Regions from separate parts of the Gossypium hirsutum genome. Here all the other regions are linked to region 1. Evidence: chromatin contacts called from public Hi-C data. All regions are on one chromosome and are shown on one strand. Each heading gives the region's core, a stretch centred on a gene start, on an enhancer-like site or on the middle of the called end of the contact. The rest is flanking DNA. Distances are from core to core; before and after follow the strand shown. Region 1 holds the start of LOC107896928 (probable fructokinase-4). Region 2 holds the start of LOC107896932 (calmodulin-like protein 7). Region 3 holds the start of LOC121208483 (acetolactate synthase 3, chloroplastic).

The links. Hi-C and Micro-C count contacts between places; a contact is called where the count stands out from the background.
Region 2: a Hi-C map of leaf shows a contact between it and region 1, with 2.1 times the contacts expected there. The contact joins the promoter of LOC107896932 here to the promoter of LOC107896928 in region 1. A contact is called at or near these places in 3 of 34 Hi-C or Micro-C datasets (callus, hypocotyl and leaf).
Region 3: a Hi-C map of leaf shows a contact between it and region 1, with 1.9 times the contacts expected there. The contact joins the promoter of LOC121208483 here to the promoter of LOC107896928 in region 1. A contact is called at or near these places in 3 of 34 Hi-C or Micro-C datasets (all in leaf).

What each region holds. Positions count from the first base shown.
Region 1 is chrA10:78,725,189-78,727,778 of Gossypium_hirsutum_v2.1, reverse strand. It overlaps LOC107896928 (probable fructokinase-4), which reads right to left and starts at 1,282. Exons shown (of 4, transcript XM_016822238.2): 1 at 764-1,282. The coding sequence starts at 1,090.
Region 2 is chrA10:78,570,567-78,573,156 of Gossypium_hirsutum_v2.1, reverse strand. It overlaps LOC107896932 (calmodulin-like protein 7), which reads right to left and starts at 1,293. Exons shown (of 1, transcript XM_016822243.2): 1 at 82-1,293. The coding sequence starts at 1,157. The coding sequence ends at 507.
Region 3 is chrA10:78,863,527-78,866,116 of Gossypium_hirsutum_v2.1, reverse strand. LOC121208483 (acetolactate synthase 3, chloroplastic) reads right to left here and starts at 1,291. Exons shown (of 1, transcript XM_041079242.1): 1 at 1-1,291. The coding sequence starts at 1,216.

The sequences.
Region 1 (2,590 bases), core at 33-2,532:
ACTTCAATTTTTAATCGTCACAGAATTAACAAGTACCTAGAAGATTAAATTTTCAAAATCCAAAGAATACAGGGAGTAAGGGCATAAATATACGGAATTATAATAAAATAACATAAAAGGTCAAAAGAGACAGAAAAAGCAAAATGAAGATCCAGCGCGTTTTGCCATTGATGTTCAGGGTTGGTGTGACCAAGCGAAGCACGTGAAATCACGTGAGAGACGGGGTTTAACGTTAGTTGATGGATTTTGGTCCCATCGTGGACGCAATCATATAATGTCATAGTGGCGATCCATATAAAGTAATCCCGCAAAACACGGCAAATTTCACCCATTCCTTTTAGTAAGAGTTAGGTCACAGTGGATGTGAAGTTAGCACTTCCCACACCAAATGTTGATAGTCAAATTAATATATCCAGAGATCCAGATTAGGTCCCAATAATAAGCATACTGTTACGTCGGACAAACCTCACCGATAGGTGACAACATCAATGCCCGCAGTTTTGACAATTTACGGTGCCTAGATACTCAGCGTGGGTCCTCTATAGAACTATGGATCATAATAATATTGGCTAATATGGCTGACATGTCAGTCTTATTAAAACTCTACTCTCACATTACGGCGCGTGAGTATCAGTTTTCTTCTTGTTTTTTTTTCCTACAGTCTTTTTTGGTTCTTTAAAGTCAAGATCGAAGAAAGAACAGACGAAAGTTGCACTAAAACGAAAAAAAAGAAAAGAAATGAAGGTAAAAAGATGTCACTTACGGATCTTATAAGATCAAGATTCAATTCCTCCAAGACGTCCTAGCACCTTGGGTCAAATAAGATCCCGTCACCAGAGACTCCGTTTTGCTTGAGAATATCGGCAAGCATGTGACCGAACTCATCGTCGCCGAGTTTTCCGACGAAGGATGCTTTACCGCCTAGTCTTGAGACGGCAATCGCCACGTTGGCTGGGGCTCCACCGGGGGCTTTGAGGAAGCCTGGAGCTTCCGCTAAAGAAACACCGGAGACGGTGGGGACGAAGTCGATGAGCATCTCACCGAAACTCACGATTAAACTCTTGTCGGAAACGACCCCGTTAGGTGCCATGGCGTCGATAAGAAAGCAAAAAATAAACGATCTTTTTTTCTTTTTTCTAAGGTAAGAAATTAGAAGTAAGAGAGACGAAGAGGACGGTGTTTATTATATAGGAAAATTACGGAATATTGATTTTTTTCATATAATTAAATTTATTAATGATTTTCATTTGAATGGATTTTGGAAACTGTGTTCTATGTTGGATATTTTTACAAGTGTGGGCCCGCTGTTTTTCTATTTGGATTTTGGATTATTATGACCTAAAAAAAATAAAGGAATTATTTTCTAAAACTCATATTATTTTTATATCATATATCTGACTTATTTTAAAAAAAGGTAGGAGTTCGAATGCCACCAAAGGTAAAATGTTTTCATCGCCTTTTAGTGACTGGTCATACGTATGGTCAAAACATTATCCTCCGTTAAGGGGAGATAAAACTCTCCTTGAGAGATACTATCTTCTATTGTTAAGGGGTTAGACCGACGTCCTTAAAACAACATAACTTCTTTCGAAAGAGTCGATTTCTTCTACAACTATTAATCAAATTTTAGAATTTAATTAAAGGTTTGAAAAGGTTTCTTAAGTATATATTGCAACATGTATATGATTTATATATATAAGCTGTTGAGCATAGTTACGTACTTATAAATCATATTAATGTCCAAAAATTAATTAGTCATTAATGATTGTACCAGTAACTTATCTCAACTTATTTTGTTCATTTAGTTTGTCAATAGCTTGACAAATCTCTCATTCTTGGTATAGTCACTAAACAAATTGTGGGAATTAAAATAGGACACAACTTCTTGATATTAGTGGGTTATGCTCATATCTCCTTACTGTAAAATAAGCAATTCGAAAAGTAATCAAATTAAAGAATTTGATTTTATTATTTTAATTCAATTTATTTTTTTTAATTTAATCGAATTAAATGATATTCGAGCCAAATAAATTTGTTAAAATTAAATTTTTTAAAAAAAACTAACCAACCACATTAAAATATCATTGATAATGTAACTAAATTCTAAGTTAAAGAACATAAATGTCATGTATATTTGAAAACTCTTATAAAATAAAATAAGAGAAAAAAAAATAATATAATTAAGCTACGTTTGGTAGGAATTTTTTTTACGCATGTTTTAATATATGAGTTAATAATAAACTAATTCAATTGGTAATATTTAGTTACTCTAATGATTTAGTTTTAGTAAATAGAAGGAAATTTTTTTGTTTATTTTGAAAATGTCTTTTTTTTACAAGAATTATTACATATCTTTTTAATTTCAAATTTAAATTTGAACTAACTATTCTTTATTTTATATCTAGCTATTGCAATACATACGTAATAAATAAGATTTTTCCTCATATTATTACACTAGTAACCAAACTAGGCATTAGTATGATAAACTTGATTTGATAATTTATTTGTTTAAAGCCTTAAATTTATCATTTTAGATTTTTTAATATATATATATATTTAATTTTTAATTTTTTGAATATATATGTATAAA
Region 2 (2,590 bases), core at 44-2,543, 150 kb after region 1:
CTTGACTAAATCACAAAGGTAATATGAGTAATTATTTTGAATATTTATCTTAATTCAATTAGATCAATATTGATAATAATATTAATGTAAAAATACGTAAATTTAAACATATAATATTAATATAAAAGTACCAGGACAGAAACACTTAGTGATAAAAATATGATAAATAAGCAGATCACATATCAAATATACACAAGGGAATAAGAGGAATAAAAAAGAAATTAAGATTAGAAAAAATAAAGACAATGGGGAAATTCAGAAACAGAAACAATAAAACCACCAAATTCCCAAACCAATCTTACAATCCTGAAAAAATAAACCCAAATAAAATGGAACCAAAAACACCATACTGCTATCAATCTTTGGTGATAAAAATTGTTCCCCCATTCCTCCCATCCCATTGCATCCTCTCCCTTTCTTAAGTTATGGATTCCATTTTCCAACAAATGTAATGCAGCCCGAAGATCTTACAAGCTTATCTACAAATCCAATATAGACGGAATGTTTTATGCCATGGCTGTAAAGCCACCTCCTTTCATCATTTGCTTGAATTCCATAAAATTAACCCTACCGTCACCGTCTACATCCACCTTCGTTATCATCCTTTTACAATCTTCGATCCCTTTCCCTTGCTTAAGCCCAAGCGATTCCAAAACGGACCTCAACTCCTCCACGGAAATGTATCCGTCACCGTTTTGATCGAAAACATTGAAAGCTTCCTTCATATCTTCTTCTTCATCCTTATTATCCATAATGGATCGGTACAGCTCACTGAACTCGTCGATATCGATGCACTTATCGCCGTTGACATCAATCTTTTCGATCATTTGGGTTAATTCAGGATCAGGGATGCAGATACCCATATTCTCCAACGAATCGTTCAACTCTTTCTTGGAGATGGACCCATCTCCGTTCTTGTCGAACAATTGGAACACTCTCTTCAACTCAGCAGCGTCCATTCTTTTTAGAGGACAACGAGGGGAGACCGATGCCAATGCAACTGCCGGAGATGGGTTCTTTTCGGTTTCACCTCCGACAGAAACAAAGGGAGTGGTGATAGTACAAGAAGGAGAGAGGAAAGATTTGAGCTTTCTGGGGACCAAATAGTCGAGGAGGAGATTGTATAGCAAGAAAATCCGAAAGAGAAAAGAGGGCATTGAAAGTGGGGAAACGAATATTTGTGCGGTGGAAAGCAAATTTGGGAGAAAAAATAGTTGAGGAGTTTGGAAGGGAAAAGAAAGCGTATTTAGAGGATAGTTAGGCCGGCGTGTGTTCCAATAAACGCGTTTCGTTGAATTAAATAATTGGACCGTTGATAACGGATCTTTAGAGAAATGGGAAATTTTAAAGGAGGGGACCGTTGCCTTATTATTATTATTATTCTTCTTTACTCTACTCTACTTCCTCAACGGATGTTTACGCGTGTTTTAGGTGTGGGACTGAGACTTGGTTTTCTTCAAGCACGGTCATTCCGAACTCAATTTTACTAGAATTAGTCCACTCTGGCTTTCCCGCTGTGTCTAACATCCATTTCTTTTATATTTAGATTTTGACTGATTTTTGCTCTTTCCAAAACAATCACCCGTAACTCTTATTATTACAAAAACCCAACCTCTATGGTATATCAAATCTTCCCCAACGAGAATTAATTCAAATGAAAAAAAAAAAACAAAAGTTTTGAGAAGAAAATGATTCTATTTGATCCCTATACTTTATTAGTATTAAGAAATAAAATAATCGTGAATCTCGAGTAATTGACCAAGCTGTCAAAGTTGCTAAAATGGTAACAAATCCTATCAATAAAATAAGACATTCATTCTCATCTTGTCTCATCCCATCTTAACGTGATTTTTGCTAATTGTTTTAAATATTTTCAATCTTTTATTTAAACATAATTTTTCAAAAAAAAAACGTAAGGGATTTTTCTATAAAGCATTTTTATATTTGGTTAAAAATATGATATAAGTCCATGTACACTTCAATTTTTTTTTATATTTAGTCTCTATATTTTTATTTTCAGAATTTAGTTTATCTATTTTTCAATTTTCAAAATTTAAATCGAACTGTTAATATATATATATATTAAAGCTAATGATTTTTATATTTTTCAATAAATTTAATCTTCAGATTTTACACATTCAGTCTCTCTATATATATTTAAAGGTAATGAGTTATATATAAGTATATTTATTTTAAATTTTTTATATATTTTTAACAAATTTAGTTTTCAAAGTTTACATATTTGGTCTCTCTATATATTTAAAGCTAATGACTTATATATATATATTTCAACGTTGTTTAGTTGTTAAAATTTTATATATTTTTTCAAATGATTCTTTTAGAATATTGATCGAATTGAAGAATATGTAAATGATGAGAGATTAATTTATTATTATGTCAATTAAATTTATACACAATTGATGAATAACATTATTTGTCATAAATAATTATTTTTAATTATTCATTTTTAAAATTTACTGAGATTAAATTAATTTTATTTTTTTAAGAATGAACAATTTATCCTAAATTAAAATCCAGAGCAATAGGAGAGTTGTTTTTACCTTTTCATTCTGAACCTTGCTTTTTCTTT
Region 3 (2,590 bases), core at 42-2,541, 140 kb before region 1:
ATTTCACATCGGAACACACTGACACATGAGGCTGCTTGTTCTTCCCAATCTCGGCAGAATCGATATCGATATGCACAATCTTTGCCCGGCTGGCAAAAGCCTCAAGTTTTCCCGTCACCCTATCATCAAATCTCACTCCAAAAGCAAGCAACAAATCACTCTTATCAACAGCATAATTGGCATACACAGTTCCGTGCATCCCAAGCATTTGTAACGACAAGTCATCCGAAATCGGAAAGGCTCCAAGACCCATCAAAGTACTTGCAACAGGTATCCCTGTAAGCTCAACAAACCTCTTCAACTCCTCACTAGAGTTCAAACACCCACCACCAACATATAAAACAGGCTTCTTAGACTCAGAAACCAATCTAACAATCTGTTCGAGATGAGCCTCACCGGGAGCCTTAGGCAACCTAGACAAATACCCTGGCAATCTAAGAGAATGGTTCCATTTAGGAACAGCAAGTTGCTGTTGTATATCCTTAGGAACATCAATCAGAACAGGTCCCGGCCTGCCCGAGGAAGCTAAAAAGAAAGCCTCACTAACAATCCTAGGAATATCATCCACATCAAGAACAAGATAATTATGCTTCGTAATAGACCTTGTTACCTCAACAATTGGAGTTTCCTGGAAAGCATCGGTACCGATCATCCGACGAGGGACTTGACCAGTGATCGCCACGAGAGGGATACTATCGAGCATTGCATCAGCGAGACCACTCACCAAGTTGGTTGCCCCAGGGCCAGACGTCGCAATGCAAACGCCGGGAATGCCAGAGGAGCGCGCGTAGCCCTCGGCGGCAAAGACCCCACCTTGCTCGTGTCGCGGAAGGACATTTCGGATGATTTTTGAGCGGGTTAAAGCCTGGTGGATCTCCATTGAAGCTCCACCTGGGTAGGCAAACACATCCTTGACCCCTTCACGAACCAGGGCTTCCACCAGGATATCAGCGCCTTTCCGGGGCTCATCATCCGCATACCTGGAAATGAAATCATGGGGAGGAGCATTTTTTGGGGTAACGGATGTGGCGGCGGATCTGGGGTTAGAGCTTGCATGAGAAAGAGAGCAGGAAACGTCGAAGGAGCGGTAAGGGGTGGGCTTTTGAGGGGTTGTGGAGAAGGGAAGGCTGGATTTGGAAATGGGTATGGAAGATTTGAAGGAGGAAGTTAACGTAGAAAGCTTAGGCAAAGCGGAGTTCGCAGTGGCAGCCGCCATTGTCGATGAGAGGCTTGTGGTGAGGCCTTTCTTTGGTGTCTGTGGCGAGCGAGAGTGGGAAGAAAAGTGTGATTGTGATTCCCTTTTAAAGTTTCGATTTTACCTACATTACCCTTTTGCCCTTCTTGTTTTATTCATTTTGGTCATATATTAAGAACAGTCCCTGTTCTTTACTCAAGTTACATCATTAGTCTTTCTACTTTAATTTGAATAATTTTGGCCATGTATTTCATGGTTTTGAAAATCTCAATCAAATCGTTAACAATCATTTGCTTTTTATGTGAAATCTAATCCATTGATGCAAGTTTAGGTAATGGATGGGTAACGGTAGTTCGCACAGTGATGTTGAAAGCTAGATCAGATAGGTTAAGGCCTAAGAGAGATGTTTTAAGGTTTTGAATATATTTAACAAAGTTTGGGTGTGTAAAACTATCTTAACAAAGAAATTATTGAGTCACAGAGGACTCTCAACAAGTGCACTAAGATGTCAACAAGTGCACTAAGATGTGACTGGAAGCTATGTTGTCTTGTTAAAGGGTTATTATGCAAGGTTGATGTGACTTGTTGTCGATCTAAATGCTATACATGCATGACCTTTTTGTAAATGATCTTATAGTATTTGGCAAGAGCATCTCTTTAGGTGAAGTAGTGTGATGCAGTGTTAAGGTTGCTTTCTAGTTGTATTGGGTAAGCTTCTTCATGCAGTGAGGTAGCTTCTTCATGCAACATGATTTATTTAAACAATTGTCCTCACCCAAGTTGAGAGGGAGATTACAAAGTGACATTCATCAAGACTTATTTGTTTTAGGTGTTTGTGTGTTAAACACATTGAAGGGTACGTATAAGTAAATTTTAGAGATATGAGTGACAACCTTAAAAGGTCAAATGGTATTATGATCAACATATGTTAGGAACATGTGTGGTCATAAGCATTTTGATTTTTGGGTTTTTGTGACTTTTGCATTAATGAAAGTGATACATGTTTCCATGTGATTGAGTATTGAAGCGATATGACAATTATTAATTTTTCCACATATTTATTGTCGGGTTGTTAGTGAGCAGCCATAACATTGGGAACATGAGTGACGACCTTGAAAGGTCAAATGGTGCTTATGATTAGCATAGGTTGGGAACATGTGTAGTAATAAGCGTTGCAATTTTTTAGGTTTTGCAACTTTTGCATTAATAAATCTGATACACGTTTCCATGTGACTGAGTATTAAAGCAATGTGACAATCATTAACTTTTCCTCATATTTATTGTTGATTTGTTAGTGAACAGTCAGAACGTTGGGAACATGAGTGACGACCTTGAAAGTCATTTGGTACTTATAATTAACGTATGTTAGGAACATGCGTGGTAATAAGCGTTCTG